3 separate regions of the Hordeum vulgare genome follow, and all the other regions are linked to region 1. A link is a contact called in public Hi-C data. All regions are on one chromosome and are shown on one strand. Each heading gives the region's core, a stretch centred on a gene start, on an enhancer-like site or on the middle of the called end of the contact. The rest is flanking DNA. Distances are from core to core; before and after follow the strand shown.

Evidence for each region. Hi-C and Micro-C count contacts between places; a contact is called where the count stands out from the background.
Region 2: a contact with region 1 is called in a Hi-C map of seedling, with 2.6 times the contacts expected there. The contact joins the enhancer-like site here to the promoter of LOC123407201 in region 1. A contact is called at or near these places in 2 of 6 Hi-C or Micro-C datasets (leaf and seedling).
Region 3: a contact with region 1 is called in a Hi-C map of an unstated tissue, with 8 times the contacts expected there. The contact joins the promoter of LOC123412308 here to the promoter of LOC123407201 in region 1. A contact is called at or near these places in 3 of 6 Hi-C or Micro-C datasets (leaf, seedling and an unstated tissue) and 1 of 1 datasets of contacts at active chromatin or transcription factors (embryo).

Annotation. Positions count from the first base shown.
Region 1 is chr7H:153,754,841-153,758,377 of MorexV3_pseudomolecules_assembly, forward strand. LOC123407201 (serine/threonine-protein kinase BLUS1) reads left to right here and starts at 1,749. Exons shown (of 21, transcript XM_045100281.1): 1 at 1,749-2,047; 2 at 2,705-3,178. The coding sequence starts at 3,008.
Region 2 is chr7H:153,311,968-153,315,504 of MorexV3_pseudomolecules_assembly, forward strand. It overlaps LOC123410152, which reads right to left. Exons shown (of 3, transcript XM_045103048.1): 2 at 453-824; 3 at 1-352. The coding sequence ends at 260. Among protein-coding and RNA genes, the nearest start is that of LOC123410152, 12 kb to the right of the region's middle. Within about 2 kb of position 1,969, at least 3 of the 3 cell types and tissues checked have open chromatin away from gene starts, as enhancers often do. A contact at or near this core is called in leaf and seedling, where this site is marked.
Region 3 is chr7H:154,109,337-154,112,873 of MorexV3_pseudomolecules_assembly, forward strand. It overlaps LOC123412308 (protein SAWADEE HOMEODOMAIN HOMOLOG 2-like), which reads left to right and starts at 1,538. Exons shown (of 7, transcript XM_045105263.1): 1 at 1,538-1,971; 2 at 2,115-2,277; 3 at 2,603-2,666; 4 at 2,882-2,933. The coding sequence starts at 1,786.

The DNA.
Region 1 (3,537 bases), core at 499-2,998:
CGGAGAACGACATAGTAAACTAGTCTTACCCTCTTATTGGTTGTTTGCATAGCAAACATTACCGCTTGATTTATAGAAAACTAGTTTTACCCGATTTCCAAAAAAATAAAAATAAACTTTATTACCTTTTTCTAAATAGTCAATTTATAGAAGATATTTTTCCTAAAAAAAGTTTATAAAAGATAACGTTTTGTGATTAAAAGTGTGTTCGTCCAGTTCTTATGTAGACTAGTTTTATTCTTCTATTATATGTGTGAGATCCAATTCATCGACCGTCGAAAGAACAAAATGATCTCCGACTATACGCGCTTGTAGAAAGCTAGCCACCGATGGAAAACATTTGGATCCATCCAATAGCAGCCAAAGGCACATACGTGAATGACAAGGAGGTGACCTCGGTTGTTGTGTCGTCGACATATACATCTTCCCTTCTTACAGTGACAGATGTGCCTAAGGTCTTGTCCGGTTAAACCTATATTGAAAAGTATTGAAGAGATTTGGAGAGTGCAGGGGATTTAATCCTCTACAATTCACTTTAATCCCCTCCAAATTTCTTGCCCCTAAAAGGATCAACAATACATAGGAAAAAGGTATTCGAGCCACATTCTTAGTGGAACACAATTAACAAACGTTTATCTACAAATGCAGAATTTCAGGTTAAAAAAATGTAGTTTTTCATATTTACAGGTTAGTTAGATTAGTCAAACATGTGATTTTTGCCTGGTTTATATAGAGCGGATTCTTTAGGTTCCGCCCATCCAAACAACCTCGGTCTAAAAAGATCAACAAACAATACAGGGGAAAAAGATATAGGAGCCACATTCTTATAGGCTGTTTGGTTCGAGGGAAGTTGAACTAGGAAATGGGAACTGAGAGTGTTGAAGACTAAAAATCACTTGTATGGTTAGGGATAAGGGAATTGACAAAGAAAAGGGAAGAGGAATTGAGGGGACCAACTCCCACTAATCTCTTCCCACGGAAGAGCTGGTAATTCAAGCACGGAATGGGAATTATCAAAGAAAAACAGTTTGTTCGTTGCGGCAAACAAGGGCGGGTCCAGTTTTGTACCTAAACAAATGTGTCATCATCATTTTCTGTTTACTTTGACTCACAGACCAAATGAAGGAAATTATTTTTCTGTTAAATTCCCACAAGCAATTCCCAACAGTCACCAGACGTGGGATTACTAATAGTTGCCTAATCCCCCAACAAACTCCCTTTTATAAACTTCCATCCCCATTCCTTCAAACTACCAAACAGGCTATTAGGCTATTAGTGAAACACAACTAACAAACGTTTCTCTACAAATGCAGAATTTCAGGTTTTTTAGAAATCTAGTTTTTCATATTTACAGGTTAGTCAGATTAGCCAAACATGTGATTTTTGCCTGGTTTATATAAAACGGATTCTTTGGGTTCCGCACATCCAAACAACCTCGTAGATTGTTGGTAGAAAAAAGAGAACCGTTTAGGAAAAAGAAAGCTCTCTGGATCCGAAAAATTAGAGAGAAGAAACTGTTTGAGCGTGTCGTTCTCCACCATATTTTGTTGCTGGAACCGTATCCCTTTTGCTCCGCCGGTACAGGCACCCGCCGTGCGCCGTCGACCACGAGCAACAGGGAATCAGGATCTTTGGCTACCGACCACATGCACATCGAAAACAAACCTACCCATTAAAATCAGTTTTTATTTTATTCCACGGGAAACCCCAGCCAAAATACGCCCCCGCCTATAGCAGCTGCCACAGAAAATCTCCAGCAAGACCACTACTCCACCTTCTCCTCCTCCCTCCCCCCCTTCGTCTTCCCCCGGCCCGTTACGCTCCCTACCCGCTCCTCCCAATCGCCGCCGACCTCCTCCTCCTCCTCCGCAGCAGTCGCCTCCTCCTCCGCCGTCCAGATCCGTCCTGCCGCGCGGCCGGCCACGAGCCCGGCTCCTAGATTCGCGAGCGCACCTCCCCCGCGAGATCCGGCACCGCCGTCTCGGCGCCGCAGCCCCTTTGTCCGGAGGCGATCCGCCCCTCGGACCACCGCCGTCGCGCCTTCCAGGTAAAGCTGCTGCTCTGGTTACCCTCTGTTCGGCCTCGTGGCCTCGCGGCGAAGCTTCCCGGCAGCTCGATCTTGGGGGTGGGCTGCGACCTGCGAAAAGACTGGGCAGGCTGTAGGGTTGGTAGCTGCTCCAACGCGGTCGATTGGTTATGGTAGCTTAGGGCGTAGTGATTCTGTTTGCTGCCAGCAGACAGGTGGTTGGCCGGATTGAATCCTCTTGCCCTTGCGGCCCAGCTAATCAGTGTCGCCACGCTACCATGAACTAAGCGCGGGCTAGCGATTTTGTTACGAGTTGAGGGGCCCGAGCTTGACAAGCTTTGCTTCAGCTTTGTGCGCCTCTCCTGAGCTAGACTCTGTCTGCTAGGGTATATATTTTCATGCTTGGTCCAGGCTGCCAATGCTGGACTCAACTTTCGGTTTCACCATGGTGCTATAATGCATGACTCCTGCCTCTACTAGAGCTGTTTGTGGACTTTGCTTTCCAGGTTTCAGTATGCTTTCTCGTGCGGTGTTGTCCACATTTGTTGGGTTTGGGCGTCTCTAAAATGGTCATTTTATGTTTGTGCTGTGTTGATCTTATACTCTGCAGCTAGCCTACATCCTCCATACGTGTGGTGTGTTCACAATGCTGAAGACTTCCTGTTCTTTGTTTTGCAGCTTATAATATTCTGCCAGACCTCTGCAGTGTACTTGCTGCGAGCCAGCTCGGGTGGCTTTGTGGTATCTGCTTCATTACCGCCTTAGCCTATATTTTCCATTGGACCGAAACCAAAGGACGTTTGGAATTGGCAATATGAACTAAAGAATCATACAACGTCCATGCATTCATCTACAGTCGTAACCATTCTGATGGTTATTCTTGGGCACACCTATATGGTGTTCTTGACACTGTCTTCTGTGCTCCAGTGCTATGCAAACTCTAAGATTGCTGCTGTTACTTGCGTCCTATAAGTTTGGACCATGGCGCATGCACCACGTAACAGGGGGTTTCCAACTGATCCCAAGGAATATAAGTTATATGAGGAAGTTGGAGAAGGAGTTAGTGCCACAGTTTACAGGGCTCTTTGTGTCCCGCTCAATACTTTTGTTGCCATCAAAGTTCTTGACCTTGAGAAATGCAGTAGTGACATGGTGAGTAGCTTGCAATTTATTGTGGTTTACAAAAAAATAGTTCAATTATATTTCATGACATTGCCTTGCCTCTCCATCCTTTTATTATAAATTGATTATTGTTTATGAACAACTACTTTACGTCAATCGTGTGACACAATCCATAATCCAAAGGCCTAGAAACATAAATGTCAAAATGTTAAAAGGCTCTAGTTGTCCTCTTGAGTATTAATGAGCGATGACATCATTTGGACTTGTGGATAGATCTTATTCTTTTTTGTGTTAGGTTTTTCCGTTTTTGATTGAGATCCTGTAATCCCAATGTGAAGGGTACTGTATATAACTACATATGTTACAAGATTACCAAAAATGTACACTTT
Region 2 (3,537 bases), core at 719-3,218, 440 kb before region 1:
TCCGACAGTCGGACGTCACACTACACTGTGTGACGCCTTCGTCTTAGACGTCACACAACATAGTATCGAGCGTCACAGAGTGTAGTGTGGTGTCTAAAACAAATGCGTCACACGAAAGGATCAGCTGAGTGAAAAAATTTCAAACCTAGTTCAGTTTGTGAATTAGTTTGTTTTTTGGGTCAAAATTTTCCACTAAGCCCCATCCTTTGGCCTTTTGCAGATCTTACAGCCGAGCTTAATACTTGACCAATTTACATACTTAGACGCCATGACCATCAAGTGAGTCCATCAACAACCTTCTGAGCCTTGTCGCCGCCATGGATGCATCCAAGACAGCCTCAGAGCTCACTGCCTGCACACCACAGACGCACAGCGATCACATTGTCATTTGCAGGAACAAGATTGATCATCAAGCATGTGTGCAGAAGCCGGGATCGATGACCATGCATTACCTTACACTTGATCGTGTAGAAAACCTTGCCACCATCGACAAGGCACCAGCTCGCCTCGACGACCTCCATGCGTCGATCCTGCTCGACCAGGCGGATCACCCTGTGCATCTCGACCCTTCCCGCGGAGCTCGTCGTGAAGCTCACGTCGAAATGCGCCACCCCGCTGAGGTGCACCGTGATGTCCGGAGGACCGCATGCGCATCGTCCTGCCCCTTCTGTGCGTGGTGGGACGTTGCTGCTGCCGCTGCTGCTGCGCCCGACCGTCCTTTGGGTTTTGTCATCTCTCATCTGCCTCAGCATTTCGACCCTCTCGTATAGATCTTGGATATAGGCGGTGGCCTGCATCAGTTGGCTGGGGACGTCCGGCGGACCCTGATCACCCAGAGATTAGCTAAGCTTGGTTAGAGTTTGTATTAATTCCTTATACTTAACTAACGTGATTAAGGCATGTTTGGAACCACCTAGATTATATAATCCAGTTTTTATAATCTATTATGTCTCCAAACAGGACAGATTATGATGTAGATTATAAAAACTAGATAGACAGATTATTAAAAACTCATAATCTATTCTACACCAGCTAAAATCAGATTATGGATTGCTAATTGGAGATAATTACATTCCTATCACCGCCACCCTCCTCTTTTTTAAAATAAATCAGAGGACGGACAGGTCATTATGCAATGTAAAACCTGGATTACAGTTTATATAATCTGGCCTCCAAACATGTTCACCTGGATTATTTTTATAAACCTGATTATATAATCTACCTTCATAATTCAAATTATCATAATCTATTGTGGTTCCAAACAAGGCCTAATTCAACCATCCTTCTATCCGCAAAAATCTAATGTACTTCCTCAGATTATTAAAGTAGTGTTCTAAATGCTTTTATATTAATTTACGGAGGGAATAAAAGCTAGGTCATCATAATATTAGCACCGTACCAATTTTTTGGTTGAAAATGGGATTTTGACGTATACTAGAACTAAGTCAATTCTTACTCGGGACCATATCTATCCCTTTCTGCAGGTTCGTACACCCACGGTCCATACAACTATAACCTGATGGATTTGCTGGCTAGCGTCCAGTTGCTCTCGGATGCATATATACTTGTCACGTAGCCGTTAATGTTGTCAGTCGTGTGTACGTATACTGGTGAGACATAGACAGCGCCAGCGAGGGTGATAGATAGATAGATCCATCTGCTATGGCCGTTTGTTATTCGATGCGCAGCTTATCATCAGGACCGGTCCTGACATTTTATCAGGACCCCGATGCGGAATGATAAAATTGAATCTTTTATGTATAAATAAATATATACAAATTCGTAAGGCCGGTCTTTTTTAAAGATCTGTATGTACCGTTCACTTCAAAGACCCATGCTAATAGCATTTGAAATAATTTATTTGATTAAATTATTTTCTAGGCTAATTAACATGTGTAAACTCATCTGGATGGCCCCTAAGCAACGAGAGGCCCTGGCCGCACATGCCGTACATGCTCAGGGCCGGCCCTGCTTATCATGTACTGTACCCTTGCATGGACGTACGTGCAGGTGCCTCGTGAACCATGACGCCTAGCTTATGTCTTTTTCTCAAGTAAATACAAACCATGAACGCCACAGTTACATAAGCACAAAACATGAACAGCTCTATGTTTTCTCTCCAAGATATTCAAGCTTCTTTTAAATTAGTAGAGCGAAGCCTTTAGACTCCTGTTGAATTAGAGATACATTCACGGGATCATGCACCATAATCAGTTGCTTGTTTATTTTTCTACTTTTACTGGATTTTTATTTGATTTGTTTTCTGCGGTCGTGTGATTGGGGGCTCATAGGCCATGACTTCCGCTAGGCATGGCCTAGGTTCCTTTTAGTTTCGAGTTTAGGAATAAAAAAATCGCTATCTTCTTCCAAGAAGCCCATACATTAGAGAGAGAGAACAATGCAAGCTTTGTTAATTTGTAGTATGCACTTTTACACCTTATTTTGGTTTATTTCTTTAGGCTACCCCTATAACTTTTTCTTGTATAGAACCATTTTGTCAATTTCTGTTATTTCTTATCTTTTGCATTTTTGGTTTAGTAATTTTTCCATCTAATTAACCTATTTTATTCTTTATCGTTTTTTGTTTTCTCGATAACACCGCTCCGAGATTTCTTCCTTGCAAAAGTCAATTTTGTATATGTGTTTGTCAATTCATTCATGATCTATTTCTGTTTATGCATTTTTGTATTTTTTTACTTGCCAATTGTTTTATGCATCCATCTCATTTTAAAACTATAGAGAAATTTTGGGAAACTCTATGTTTTCATCTTGGTTGATTTTTTTGTCAAATTATTCTGTGATGTCTGCATGACACAATGGTGTGCTCCAACCTTTGACAAAAATATACTCCCTCCATCCCGTATTAAGTGACGCGAAGGGAGAGCTAACTTAGTACAAAATTATATGCAAATGGCGTCATTTAAATCGGGACACAGGGAGTATTACTTTTGCCTCGAATTTGAAGCAATTGGTTGTTTGAGAGAGGAAATTGAGAGTAGCAATCCAACTAATGAATGCACGAGTCATCTTAGTTATCTAAAATAATTTATCTTCTTTAGTAATATTGATAAAGGTTTCAATACTTTAGACTTGTTCTTACATGTTATGGTACAGTACAAGTTCTAAGTAATATGTGTGGAAATCTGGAAATTTGGCATTTTTCATCTTCCATAGTATATTATTCTTATTATTTTTGTTCCATTCTCTATCAAGATTACTGCACGAATTATATGCACCACAGTAAGTTTTCTGTTTGTGCAAAAAAAATAGGAGTAAGTTTTTGTTCTTGTTTTTCCTTTTTAGGTACCTTGTTGTTTTTCGATTGTAGTTATAGTGCCCATTGGTTTTTGGATGTGTATGCTAATCACTTGAGCTCACAAGATTTATAGTAGGCCTAGATCATTGTGCATAGTTTTGTGATGAATAGGGGACATCAATTCATAGAAAAACAGTATATTGCTTAGATGCAAATCCAAAGCCTAGTAATAAGGTGCGTGAAATCATATAGACAACCCCAATGAAGGCATCCATCAAGAA
Region 3 (3,537 bases), core at 288-2,787, 350 kb after region 1:
GGTGCTCATTCATGGCCGGCAAGCTCCCCATAATGTGCACCTTGACCATCAGCAACGTCCTCGTCACCAAGACCCTTATCGACAGTGGAGCGGGGCTCAACGTCCTCTCGGTCGAGACCTTCGAGACACTCCAGCTATCGTACGAACAGCTCATGCCGACCAAGCCCTTCTCAGGAGTCATGGATGGGTCCACCGTGCCCATCGGGCAGGTGCGTCAGCCAGTCACCTTCGGCGAGCGCAAGAACTACCACACTGAGATCATCGTCTTCGACGTCGTGCACCTCCACCTGTCGTACAACGTGATCCTTGGGTGCCCGGCTCTCGCCAAGTTCATGGCAGTGACCCACCATGGCTACAACGTCCTCAAGATGTCAGGGAGCAGCGGCGTCATCACCATCGCCTGCGACGAGAAGATGTCGTCTGCACACTCGAGCACGCCTACCGCGCCGCGGCGGCGGAATGCTCGGATGACGAAGAAGACGAGCCACCTCGTGAGGACCCATGCAAGAAGAAGCAACAGCTCCTCGGCGGAACGATTGGATGGTTAGAATGACAGTGGTATCTCAGTCCATCAAGGTTTAAGTCCTGGTGCTCGCATTATTCCTGAATTTATTTCAGGATTTTCGACGATGTGCATTCAGTGGGAGAAAACGTTTCCGTCGACAGCGAGACGTCTACGATGACTTCATAAATCTCAAGATGATATGTCCGCTCACTATCTTTAAGATGCTCACATGGATAGAATGTATGTGTACGTTTATAAGAGTGAGTGTTAGAGAAAAAGTTTACATATGTGTAGGTGTAGCATTTTTGAGTCACGAGACTCATGACCCCATGTACGTCGTGTGACAAGCAATCAAGCAACAAAAGCAGGCAACTCTAAATAAAGGCACTATCTACACCGGCGCGCCGGGCAAAACTTTCGGTCGATCGCGTGCGAGCCGTCAGAACAGGCCCTGTTGAACGATCGAGTCATGCAGCAAAAACCGTCGATGATAGCAAAAATAAGCAGCGGTGTAGCAAATTTCGGCCACGGATACAGCAAAAACTTGGTTGCAGCAAAATCATCGTCGTCGTCGCGAGGTCGCAACACCGTCTTGATGGATGTAGCAAAAAAGTTCATCGGCAATAGCAAAATGCAACTACGGTTGCAGCAAAAATTCCTCATAGCCGTCGCTAGGTCGCAGGTCCACCTTGATGGATGTAGCAAAAAAGTTAGGCAGTAGTAGAAAAATGCAAGTACTGTTACAGTTTTCCTTGCTGGGCAGAGCCGATTGAAGCTTTTTCTGTCTATGGTTGAAGCTTTTTTAGATGACGGTTACAACACTTGTATACGCGCGAGCCCAATGATGAAAGCACGTGACGAAGACGACAGGCGAAGGCTGGAACCGACGGATCTGACGGCCGATGGGGACGGGCACCGGTGATGCGGACGATCGACGGGGACGGACACCGACGATGCGGGCGGCAGCGATGCAGGGACGGCAGCAGACCGGCTGTAAACGTTTCTTAAAAAAAAAAAAGCTAGGCGACAGAAGGGGGGCGTCGCGTCGGCCTCGTGACTCGGATCAGATTCCAGACCCGCAGAAAAGGGCGGCCAACACAGGCAGCGGCACACAGCACAGCAGGAGACACAGAGGCGAGATCCCGTGGAGGCTCAGCGGCCGCCTGTCTGAACCGGCAACGTACCTCTTCCCTCCCCCCTCCCCGTTCCCCGCTCCACTCCGACGATCTACCCGTCGAGTCTCCTCACCGCGCCACCCGCGGCAGCGCCGGAGGAGGAGGATGGGGCGGCCGCCGAGCAGCGGGGGCCCAGCGTTCCGGTTCACGCACGCGGAGGTGGCGGAGATGGAGGAGCACCTGCGTCACCTCAACAACGCCATCCCGCAGCGCAGCGTCATCCAGGGCCTCGCCGAGAAGTTCACCGCCTCCGCCTCCCGCACCGGCAAGATCCCCGTCCAGTACAAGCAGGTACGTACGTACTAGGTTTCCCCCTCCCCGTCCGCGGAGCTCGAATTTAGTTCCCCCCACCCTATTTCCTTCCTTGGCGATACGAGACGGGCCCGTCTTATTTTCCGATCTAAAAGTATGTTGGATTTTGTGGATCGGCGCAGGTGTGGAACTGGTTCCAGAACCGGAGGTACTCGCAGCGGGCCAGGACCCCCAGGGGCGCGCCGCCGCCGCAGGGGAAGATGCTGCCCACGGGGGCCGAGGAGCACCACCCGGCCTCCTTCAGGGCTCAGGGGTCATCCTCTTCCTACCCCGGATCCCACTCAGGTGGCTGCTTGAACGCCCATAACTCGATATTTACGTATGCTGTTCATTTCCACAGCATATAGTAATTCCCCCTGATGGTTAAGATGACAATGATGATGGTATATCGGTATTGCTTTGGTGGTGCAGAAAATTTATGCACCAGTGCTGTGCTCGTTATGTTGAGTGTAGGGGTGCCTCTGAGTGTCCAGGGCTTGTGTTTGGGTGCTGGCTGCTATAAGAACAATTTTAGTGTTCATCGTTTAGAAAACTTTAGTTTTGCAACCGACCAGCCATGAACCATGTATCATGTTGATTATGGATTATTGATATTTTCGTTACCAATCAGGAAAGAGTGCTTCGGATGGTGGCATGGCCGAGTTTGAAGCAAAGTCAGCTAGAGATGGCGCGTGGTATGCAGATATACATACTTCATCCTCTCATCTTTTGTATCTTTTCATGTCACATGTGGTCTGTTTTTGCGTATATGTTGATTTATTTTTGTGCGTGTGTGGGCTGGTTTGTGTGTCTGTTTGTGTGTGTGGTGGTGGTGGGGGTTAAGCGTTGATCCAGTTTACTTGCATAAACCTTTTAGTTTTATATGCATGACCGGTCTTTGTTGTTACAGGTATGATGTTGCTGCCTTTCTGTCCCACAGGCTCTTTGAAACGGGGGACCCGGTAATGGCCATATATTTTTTTTGTTAAATATGATTGATTTACTAAATTCATTTCTGCCATTCTTTGTTGAAGCACTTTACCAGCACTAAAACTAGAGATGATTCCGGTTCTCATCTATTTATAGTTGGTTGGTATTGTGTCCTAGATTGCCCCAACACTTATAGCTGGATCTGTGTTGGTGTCCAAACATTTTGAACACCCGTCTTATCTAACTTTGTGTTGTAGAAGTCCTGTGAGTCGGCACCGTATAACTCCATCCTGCTCAACACCCTTACAAGATGGTACTAATAAAGTACTGATCAGTTAACACAACTCCAAGAACCTTGTGTATTTGCTACTTTAGGCTGGCATGGGAAGCTGATACTAGATGGTATAACATTTACTTTTCACCATCTCTGTGTTTTGACATGTAAAACAAAATACATAGATTTAATGTTTCTTTTAAAGATTATATAGCAGTGTAGACATGTCAGAGTTTGTAAAACAAGTAAGTTAATTCATCCCCTTCAATTATCCTGAGAAGCGATCTTGAATACTGAACCACGATGCTATTTACACACTTGAATTGTAGGAACTAAAGCGAATCAGATTAGAATAGTGGTTT